2 separate regions of the Zea mays genome follow, and region 2 is linked to region 1. Evidence: chromatin contacts called from public Hi-C data. All regions are on one chromosome and are shown on one strand. Each heading gives the region's core, a stretch centred on a gene start, on an enhancer-like site or on the middle of the called end of the contact. The rest is flanking DNA. Distances are from core to core; before and after follow the strand shown. Region 1 holds the start of LOC103650597 (glutathione S-transferase T3). Region 2 holds the start of LOC100280038.

Region 1 (5,992 bases), core at 2,166-4,665:
CACAAGACCCAGACTTGAGCTCAAGAGATTATCACAAGTTTCACACTAGAACTGAGCTCAAATCACTAAGAATGTCGAACAAGTGCGCAAGAATGGAGTGTGAGTGATCAACAATGCTCAAAGGATGCTTGGTGTCCTCCTCCATGCGCCTAGGGGTCCCTTTTATAGCCCCAAGGCAGCTAGGAGCCGTTGAGAGCAATCCGGGAAGGCAATTCTTGCCTTCTGTCGCCTAGCGCACCGGACAGTCCGGTGCGGATTTCCTTATTTGGCGAAGCCAACCATTGGCAGCCTTGGAGCCGTTGGCGCACCGGACACTGTCCGGTGCACACCGGACAGTCCGGTGCCCCCTCCTGACCGTTGGCTCAGCCACGTGTCCCGCGCGGATCGCGCAGCCGACCGTTGGCTCACCGGACAGTCCGGTGAATTATAGCCGTACGCCGTTAATTCCTTCCCGAGAGCGGCAAGTTCGCCTGAGCCAGCCTGGTACACCGGACAGTTCGGTGTACCCAGACCGAGCTGACTTTGGCTGAACAGAGCCATCTCATTTCCAATTCAATCTTTTTTGTTTCCAGCACTTAGACACAATACATTAGTCCATTAAAAACAATGTACTAAGTCTAGAACATACCTTTTGACATGATTTGCACTTTGTCCACCACATTGCATAGATCAACACAAAAGCACTTGCGTTGGCACTCAATCACCAAAATACTTAGAAATGGCCCAAGGGCACATTTCCCTTTCAGAAAGGTTCAACACAAACCAATCAAAAGAATAAGTTAGGCTTCAAAAGAAAGGAGCAAAATGGAAACCGAAGTGTGCCCTGGTCTGGCGCACCGGACTGTCCGGTGTGCCACCGGACAGTGTTCGGTGCACCAGGGTGAATCAGCTCAAACTCTCCAGCTTCGGGTTTCCCAGGCGCAGCTCCGCTATAATTCACCGGACTGTCCGGTGCACCAGCGGAGCAACGGTTATCTGCGCGCAACGGTCGACTCTGACAGGGAACAGTGCAGCACAGTGAACGCGGCAGCAGTCAGAGCAGTTGGTCAGAGGGGCACCGGACTGTCCGATGTCGCACCGGACTGTCCAGTGCCGCATGAGGACAAAGCCTCCAACGGTCGACCAGCTCCAACCCTGACGAACAGGATGACGTGGCGGCGCACCGGACTGTCCGGTGCGCCCATCGCCAGCGGCCTTCTCCAACGGCTACAATTTGGTTGGTGACTATAAATACCACCCCAACCGGCCACTTCAAGGGGAGGGAGTCCAAGCAACATTCCAAGTCATCTAGTTGACATACTCAAGCCCTCCCAACCACATAAATTCATTGATCCATCCTATGCGCAAAATTTAGGCCACTACAACCAACACAAGTGCCACAAAAAGAGAGCTAGTAAAAGAAAGCCTCTCGTGTGAGTCTAGCAAGAGTGCCTTGTGAGAATCATTGAGAGTTAGTGAGCACTACATCTTGTGATCATTTGTGTGTGGAGTTTTTGACTCCCATTGAACTTCCTCCAAAGTTTTGGAGGCCTGTAAAAGCTAGCAAGAGACACCAAAGAGTGTGGTTGTACTTGCGGGGTCTTAAGTGATCCTTGAGAAGAAGAAGAGCTCGCCGGTCTTTGGTGATCGATGGAGAGAGGGAAAGGGTTGAAAAAGACCCGTCCTTAGTGGACTCCTCAACGGGGACTAGGCCTTCGAGGGCCAAACCTCGGTAAAACAAATCACCCGTGTCTCGTGTGCTTATTGCTTGTGATTTGTTTGTTCTTTCCCTTTCTAAGTTTTTCTTGCACTATTCTTTGCTAATACTATTTGGTGTTGCTTTAAGTTAAATTCTCATCTAGTGAAGCAACACCTTACAAGAAAGAACTTGTGTTATTACTCTTCTTATTTAAGCCCTCGTGATTTATTCTCATAGACTTATTAGTAGTATTGATTTATCGATTCCGCATTATTTGAAAGCAATACTCTTTACAAGGAAGGACTTAGTTTTTATACTCCGATAATTGTATATCTTGTTCTAACCACTAATCAAAGGATCTAGTTGGGGGATAAAGTTTTAATTTTCAGGTTTCGCCTATCCACCCCCTCTAGGCGACTTTCACCAAGCCTTGGTGACGCATCTCTAGATTTGCATAAAATCCTTCAATTTTTAGTGTAAAAATCTTCATCGTAAATATCGAGCCAATGTGAGAGTTGTTGATAACTCAGATGTGTTGTATTTATGATCGTAAAAAACATCATGTTTGGGAGTAAAATAATGGCAGATGTAGCGTAAATGTTATTACCGTAAAATATATCAAGCCAAGTGAGAGACGTCATATTCATCATGTTAAATCCTGAAATGGAATGCGTAAAGTAGTGCAGCGATCGACGTAAAAATAATCATGGAGACATAAACATGGATCAGATGAGGTTGCCACCGGAGGATGCCCTAAAGCCACCGGATAGGCGGAGACCGTCAGAGGAGGATGTCCTGCGGCCCGTGGTGCGGATGGAGAACCCCGCGCGCACCTCCAAGGAGCCACCGCTGCTGTGCCACTGGGAAGCCACCGACACCACGCCTCTGGATCGGGGAGTCACCATCGTCGCGTCTCCAGATCGGGGAGCCGTCGCCCCACACGCCTCGGGGAGCTGCCGCTTGTGCATCAGGGTGGGGACATAAAAAACCGAACCCTAGTGGTTTGATGCTTCTTTTTATAGACGTACAGGACCAGGTGTGGTTGAACCGGATGACAGTATTAGATCAGGACTTCTCTAGCTATGGAAAGCCCATTACTTGTAATATATACACACAAAAACAATTTGATTTGTGGAGATGCGCACTCCACCGCAATATAGCAATATCAAAAGTCTCAAAGACTAAATTATTACTTACCGGCTAACAAAAACAATGACAAACCTATTAATATAGTAGTCTATAAAATAATAACTATAGAGTAGTAGTTTATAGGAATACTCATAAACAATACTCACTTCGTCTTAAAATAGTATTTGTTTTAGCTCTTGATTTTTACGTATATATTTAGATAAATGACGATAAATCTAAATATCTATATTTAAAAATATAGATATAGTAATGTATGAATGTAGTAATTATTTAAAACGAATTTTAATTTAGGACCGATTGTGTAGAAAACATTATTTTCTAGTCATCTCCTGTTGCTTGAATGGTGGAAGTTTGTGGGACCTTTCACCTGTTGGTTCAACATTACGAGAATAATAATAGCTACTCCATACTAATCACGCGGGCTATTTTTATATAGACTGTTTAGTTGATATGCCTTGACAGCTTGTGCTGTCGCTAGAACAGTGTACTCTGTTTTTTTCTCGTGCATTTTCAGCAGTCTCGCAGTCGCAGCCCTACTACTGTTTGGGAAAAAAAAGTCAGCAGCAGGGGAAATGTCCTTTGCACTTGCACCACCGACTTTCGAATGGCAGACTCTCAACGACACATGTGAATGTGAGTTGGATATTAAAAGATATTCATGTGTCAGTGACATGATTAAGGGATTTTCTCAAGGATGGCGGGAGCTCCAGCAACCGCGAACCACCTGCTCCTCTCCCCATCCCAACCCGCCTTCTATCTCGTCTCCGGCGCCAAGAGCGCCATTGTGACCGCGGGGCGTGCAGAGTCACCACCAGGCTGGTTTAGGTCCCTTCCATTCGGAACGCCAGCGAGAAGTTGTTCCGCGAGGAGCTAGTCGTCAACCCCCTGCGGCAGCAATGTCTGTGGAACTCATCCTGTGGCTCTTCTCCTTCGCCTCCGTCGTGCTCCTCGTCGGCCTCACCGTGTACCAGGCAAGCCCGACGGCCCATTTGCATCTCTTAGCAGTTCACCGACATGTGGGGTCTCTTTGAGTCATTGACACGTGGGCCAGTGCGTCAGATATTTAAATGCTTGCGAATTAGGTGCCAAATTTCAAAAATTTCTCGTCCAAAATCTTGCGCCCAGCCGGCGAACCGCTGCCCGCTTTCGGCCCAAGGCTGCCGTGATTGTGGGGATTTGATGCGGAGTTTAGTCAACGGTGTTTCTTCTCGTGCCATTCACTCCGCGTGGCGTGGTGGATGGTGACGAGATAAACTCCCGGACATTTTTTTTCCTTTTCCAGAGAAAAAAAGAAGGCATGTTTCCTGTTCAATGTTAGCTCATAGATTCTGGCATAAAATCGAGAAAAGAAAACGTCTTCGTATACAAAATATGAAGATATGTACAGGTTACATGGAGGGATTACAGTAAGATTTACAACGTTTCTGCAGGAGTTAGATTCAACAATTTCTGTTTATGAGCCTAGATAGGGTAGTGGTATTGAATTTTTCTATAGGGCCGTATCTTGTTAGAAACATGCTGCTACTGCCTATCGTTCTGTTTGGAATGTTAGTACCATCTGATAGGACTTGGTGGATGTAATCATATATCTCATGACTGTAGTCCTGTACTTGGTACCAAACCAGCTTGTCATCTGTCTGTATCAGTTGAATTAATTGTCACCAGTTTGTAGTGTCTAAAGCTCATATTTCAACATGATTGATCAGTGACTTCAACCTCACCAGCCAGATCAAGCATAAAGCCTAACTGCAACACAAGCTGTAGTGTTTATTCTTTAGAAGTAAATTTAGTAATTTATGCACCAATTTGCCTGGCTTCTTGTTAATTGATCCACTCTTGTTGATTTTTTCAACTGATTCTGCCTTTCTGCTTGTATGCCAGCTTTTGTGTCTGGTAGATTTGGAGTATGATTATATCAACCCATTTGATTCATCATCTCGCGTCAATGCTGTGGTGATGAAAGAATACTCACTCCAAGGGGCACTTTGTGCTTCTTTCCTCTTGACATTGCATTGGCTGCCGTTTCTACTCATGGCGCCAGTGACATACTACCATGTGAAACTGTATGTGTTACTTGCTTTCAGTTGATGTTAATTCTGGCAGAATACTCATTGTATGCATCATTGGATACTGTGCTGTTCATACTTTTGGCTGTACTCACATCTTGATTATTTTTGTATACATGGAAATAATTATTGAAATGGTCTACAAGCCTCAATGGCTCAATGGAACAGCTAAGTAAAAACATATCAATTTTAGAGTTTAGGGATGGCTTCCTCAACCAAAGCCACCTAACACGAAGAGCCCAATTAAGATTCTGGAGGTCAGAAATGCCGAGACCTCCCAGCTCCTTTGGACGAGTCACCTTGGACCAAGCCACCAGACAATGCCCCCATTAGCCTCTTTACAGCCTCTCCATAGGAACCCACGCCGAATCTTATCGAAAGCCTTAAGAGCCCATTTAGGCAAGTCAAGAGCCATAGCATGATATGTAGTTGTAGCGGTGAGCACAAATTAAACTTGAATGGCTCTCCCGGCCTTAGTCATCAAATCAGCTTTCCAAGCGGGCAAGATATCAGCAAGCTTATCAATCAATGGCTGAAGATGGGCCTTAGTGAGTCTCTTGAGAGATAAAGGCAGCCCCAGATATTTGATAGGGAACTCATCAATCTTGCACAGGAGACATTCTGGATGACCTCAAGATCAGCAGAAGAGCATTGTATCGGCGCCACACTACTCTTATTAATGTTGGTCTTTAACCCTGTAGCATCCCCAAACAGATCCAGATTCTGACTAACAAAATTGAGGTCACTTGCTATTGGCCTCACAAACAGCACAACATCATCAGCATAAAGAGAAATCTGGTGCTGAATGGAGCGAGAGGAGAGGGGCTGGAGCAGCCCAGATTCTGCAGCTTTAACAATAAGAGCATTGAGAGTGTCCATGACAAGTACAAAGTAAGGGGGACAGGGATCCCCTGCCGCAGCCCCCTTCTATGGACAATAAACTCTCCAGGGATCCCATTGAGGAGGATTTGAGTAGGAGATATCATAAGCAACCCACTAATCACATCACGCCACAGAGGACCAAAGCCAAGCTTCTCCAACACTTCAAGAAGAAAGGGCTAGGACACCGAGTCAAAAACCTTTGAAATGTCCAACTTCA
Region 2 (5,339 bases), core at 646-3,145, 170 kb before region 1:
AGAAGAGCGAGAAGCACACGCCCGCGAAGAAGACGATCCCCAGCCCGATGAAGGTGTTTGAACCGAATACCTGGCAGGAAATACAATTACCGTCGTCAAGATCAAAAACCCCAGGGCTGCTATTGATCCATAATGAGTATGGTGGTTACCTTAATTGATCGCCGTTCTTCAAGCTCAATGAGGTACTCTGCAGTGCCTGCCTCAGCTTTGTCAGGTTGCCGGATTCCAGAGGCTCCACTCTCCTCCAAGTCTTTGGGAGCATCTGAAATTAGATTTGTTCTTTCTTCTTCAGATAGACAATGAACACCTGAAACTAGATAAGTTACTGGGAAAAAAATCTGCAACAAATCAGCAGCAGTTTTCACATGTTATACTACCTCTGTCTACAGCTTGTTTGCTTGGTTCCACATTTCCACTTGTCCTGCAGTAACGACAGTCAGAGCAGTCTATAAATAAAAAGATTAAAGATGTAAATGGCAAACTACTCAGATCAGGAGGTTGAAATGAATGATCAGAAAGATACCCGAGTTTGTAGGCATTCGTGGAGGCACCGAGTTTCTGCTCATTGTCAGCTGCATTGGAGGAATGGACAGCGGAGCCAAGGATGACGGCGACGAGGAAGCACGCCACACCAGGGAACAGAATCTCTGCCCTGTTGATGCGGTTGTCCAGGAAGTAGTTCAGCGTGGTGCCTGAAGAACACAAGAATTGGAAGACGTGGAAATCAAAACAAAGACTTTTTCTTCCATTTCAAAGCTGACAGAACAGAAACGAAACTTGGTCTGTCAGACAACCACTGCTGATTTGCTTCCATTTGAAAAGAAAAATGTCAGCAGGCAAGGTGTTGCTAGACTCCGAATTATATCTCATTTTTAATGGGAGAAGAAGCAAATGTGCATGATCATTGAGGTCCCTCCCTTTCCCTTCCCTCTCATGTGATGATTATTACTAACGATGATGCGAACCTACCTATGACCACCACCATGCTGGAGCTGATGACCTCAGTGACGGAGAGGCCCACATAGGCCCAAGCGTACTGGGTGGAGAGGTTGCCGACGCTGAGCACGACGCCCCCGGCCATGGCGAACAGCACAGAGGGCCAGTTGTCCTGGCCGAGCTGCGTGAAGAAGTTGGGCATGCCGCGCCTGCTGTCCCCGAGCTGGCCGAAGGTGAGCGCGATGAGCACGGCCGCGAGGAGGTTGGTGATGGAGTAGTCCAGGTACGTGTGCTGCGGCAGGCGGCCCCGGCGCTCCAGCAGGGTGAGCACGGCCGGCCAGGTGCCCAGGAACAGGAGCGACGCCAGCATCAGCGCGATGGCGCCGCCCTTGTCCTCGATCACGAACATGCCGAGCCTGGATCTGGTGGACGGCACTTGTTCCTGGAGCACCTGCAGCAGCAGGCAGCAGTAGCCAAGTAAGTGATCGATCCGATCTTGCGGGCTTTTCCTTCCGAGAGACATGTACACATGCATCCATCCAAAATCTCCATTTCTTGTAGTTTTGACAGGAAGGTACTACAAAAAATGTATTAAGGGCACGACAAACATGGTGAACAAGAAAGTGCCCCTCCAGCTAGAGTCCCCCCCACGGCCCCACCCGGGGATGAGATTCAGATCCGGCAGGGGGAGGGGAAGATCTCAACCAGAGAAAAGGAAGCATTTTCATGGTCAAGGGTAAGAGAAGAACAAGAGCGCAAATCACCTACCTCGCGGCATGTGAGCAGAGAAGACGCACACGCGAGAGCGAGAACACGGTTCATGGCCGCTTTATTTTATAGCAGCGACTGGACTACTAACAAGCCCCCTGCCTCTTCGGCCAGCCTCGCGGGAGCGATCTGCAAGGCCAGGCCACTGACTGAAAAGTCCAACTTGCTCTGCATCAGTTTGACCTCCTTGGGATCCATTCACCAATGGCGTTTAGTTGGAGTCTGGATGGAGCAGGGAAAGGAGGAGGAGGAGAGAGGAAGGAACGGACGAGCGATGCACTCGTCATCGCCGTGGAAAATAATTTGGGCCGATGACAGTGACCCTCCGCTCGTTTGCCTCCAAGCAAAATTACTCTACGACAACACATGTATAGTATAGCTCTCAGTCCATTGCACGCTCCGCGACTTTCTGAACATTTCCTTGTTTGTTTCCCCTCTCCATCCAAATCCAATCAGGGACCAGAGCAAGCAGACAGGGAGTCCAGGGAAAGTGAATTTAGACAGGCAAAAGGTAGTAATACTCATCGCTCACAGTCACAGAGATATTCTGCGCAAAATCATGTCTCTTTCAGTGACATCATCGTCATCATCATCATCCAATAACAAAAAAAAAAAAATTAAAAATGCATGTGTGAACCAAAGCCAACCAAGTCGAAGAGACCCCAGATTTTGTGCTCTGACAAAATGGAGAGCACGACACAGAGCCGGATGTCATGGTGGAGCACCATGGCATCCAATCCAAGAAATGATGAACGAGGCACGGAACCTGAGAGAGAATAGGACGCACGCGCCGCGCCGCGCCGGAGAGGAAGAAGAGCCAAGTCGTGTCTCCTCCTTGAGTTGAGAGATGCCCAGAAGAACTGAACTGATAGCCGGCGTGCGTCTCTCTCTCTGCTGCTCCTGCTATCGAAGCAGAGTTTCGTGGTCTACAGCTGCTTGTATTCTTGGAGGCTGGGATGGACAGACCAAATAGGGCAGTATCCTTTGACTCCAGATCTGGAGAGCACTTGGACAGATTCCCCGTTCCCGCCCGATCAACCAGGAAGATATTCCCGCAACATCCGGCTCGATTTGTTTGGTTGTCCTCGCTCTCCTCTCTGCACTCTCTTCCCCGCGGTGCGTAGGCAGGACGATGTGCACATTTTCCCCGCGACATAGAGTGCAAGTTGGATGTGAACTTTTTTTTTACCCGTGGCTACAGGTGGCGAAGCTAGTACAAATTTAAATAGGTGTATTTATATTATGGAGGCATAAAATTTTATTAAGATGGTACAAATATGGTGAAATCTTAATTAAATCTATAAATTTTTTATTTGCATTTTTAGGGGTGCACAGAAGACAGAACGTATCTTCGCTCCTAGTGGTCACGAGGTTGAGTTTGATCAACATATTTTTTTCCTCACAGGTATAAAATATATGTGTAATTATATGCCCTGCGGGTAGCAGGTGCGAATGTCATATTGTACCCATCGCGTATAATGTGTGCAGATTTAATATTAACCTCACATGTATGGGTTTGTACGTGAGAATTTCAAACCTGTTGGCATCCCTAGCCGTGCGTCGTGAGCGTGACAACGATTGTTTGTGTACCTCAAAGTCTCCTGCTCACGAAAGGTTAGCGCTAGACCAATGCCTCCACAATATACTTCGCGCTAGGTCGGATATCGACCACACTACCTACTACGCCATTGATCATTGTTAGCCATAGTTCACCTTTTTATATTTACTATACCAAAATTTTGTTTGACAAAAATTAATTTCATATTTTAAAATTTGGAACCGAAATACAGCAAAAAAACTAGAGCGAAAAGTGTTTCTCGCACGTGAGCGGGAACGAGAAATTTACCGAGAAACCAAACTTTTCGGCAGGGAAATCAAACCGTGTCGTCAGCCCTTATCTATCATAGAATTTGTTGGGGGCTTTTCTCTTCCAAATGTCCTAAAAAACATGACTAACTATATGCTTTCAGCATGATATGGATTATTACAGGGAGCTTCGGCTTTAGGATGGAAGTTTTCTCCCATGGCGAAAGCATACGAGGTGAAGATATAATTCGAAGATGATAAGGATGAACGCCGAAGCTATAGTCGAAGGATAATAGCTTTGGCTTAACATGGTGATGAAGGCCAAACATGATGCTGACCAGAAGGGGAAAAGACTAACTAGTCCTTAATGATTTATGTTATGGTCATAAGTAATGTCAGGGATACAAATGTACTTTTACCCGGGCTGCGTCCCGTGCCTATAAATAGATGAACAGTAACACTGTACTGTTCATTCTAGATTGTAATCACCCCCGCGTCAGCACCTTCGAGCAAGCCGAAGGTATCAATATAATACATATTATGTTAATACTCATACATACTTTATGGAATGCAAATATGAATGAATCAATGAGTTATATTCATTATATTTATCCTTATGTATTCTTATTTATCTATAATATGATGAAGGCATGTCCTTCATGACCTTCGTTTGATGATCATTATATCCGCGAGGAGGTAATGCTTCGAAAGACGAAGGTCCTTAATACTTAACGATTGTGTTGCCTTGTTCTTGATTCATAACATTTGAGAACAAACGATTGTGTTGCCTTTTTCTTGATTCACAACATTTGAGAACAAGTGACCAACATTGGCGCCCACCTCCGGTGAACTCACTTTCACGACCTTCGGCAAGCATTCACCTTCGTCATGCCGCTGAAGAAGGCAACAGTGCCAGGGGCTGCCCTACAGCCACTGGACACCAACCAAGAGACACTCTCGCTGAGAGAAGCTCGGAGCCAGAAAAGAAAGGCTACCAGCCCAACACCACAGGAAGAGGAGTTGGACCAGGAAATCAAAGACCTAGAAGCCATACATCAACAAGTGCAGAGGAAAAGAGAGAAGATGCTTCGGCTAGCCGAGCTTCAGAGGAAGATCGACGAAGTTGCTGAAGAAATGCGTCACATCACCTAAGATGACGAAGGACGAATGCCTCAACATAGAGAGCTTCGTCAAGAAAGTCCAACCAATGATGATGAATGGTATGATGACTTTCATCATGGCAACTTCGCTTTTGATGATGCTTCTCCTCTAGCAGCAGAGTTGTAGGCTACCCCATGGCCACCATCTTACAAGCCACCGCAGCTTCCCATGTACGATGGGTATTCGGATCCGAAGCAGTTTCTCATGAGTTACGAAGCAACCATATATTCATATGGGGGCAACACAGCTGTCATGGCAAAATCCTTTGTCATGGCGGTCAGGAGTGTAGCTCAGACGTGGTACTCTTCCCTTCTCCCGGGAACGATCACATCATGGCAAAAGCTGAAGGACATGCTGGTAACTAGCTTCCAGGGTTTCTAGACGAAGCCAGTAACTGCCCACGCATTGTTCCAGTGTACGCAAGACCATGAAGAGTACTTGCAGGCATATGTCTGAAGATTCCTGTGACTCAGAGACCAGACGCCAGCGATGCCAAATGAGATTGTCATCGAAGCTATGATCAAGGGGCTCCGGCTAGGACCAACAACGCAGTATTTTGATAGGAAGCCACCGCAAACTCTGGAAAAGCTTCTCCAGAAGATGGATGAATATATCTGAGCTAACAATGATTTTCGCCAGAGAAGGGAGGAGGCTTACATGTATTTTGA

Evidence for each region. A called contact is a pair of places that touch in the nucleus more often than the background predicts.
Region 2: a contact with region 1 is called in a Hi-C map of tassel, with 3 times the contacts expected there. The contact joins the promoter of LOC100280038 here to the promoter of LOC103650597 in region 1. A contact is called at or near these places in 6 of 25 Hi-C or Micro-C datasets (bundle sheath, ear, leaf and 1 more).

What each region holds. Positions count from the first base shown.
Region 1 is chr3:136,620,278-136,626,269 of Zm-B73-REFERENCE-NAM-5.0, reverse strand. It overlaps LOC103650597 (glutathione S-transferase T3), which reads left to right and starts at 3,415. Exons shown (of 6, transcript XM_008676163.3): 1 at 3,415-3,798; 2 at 4,709-4,890. The coding sequence starts at 3,724.
Region 2 is chr3:136,787,273-136,792,611 of Zm-B73-REFERENCE-NAM-5.0, reverse strand. LOC100280038 reads right to left here and starts at 1,895. Exons shown (of 6, transcript NM_001152980.1): 1 at 1,705-1,895; 2 at 970-1,387; 3 at 524-799; 4 at 378-421; 5 at 150-262; 6 at 1-70. The coding sequence starts at 262.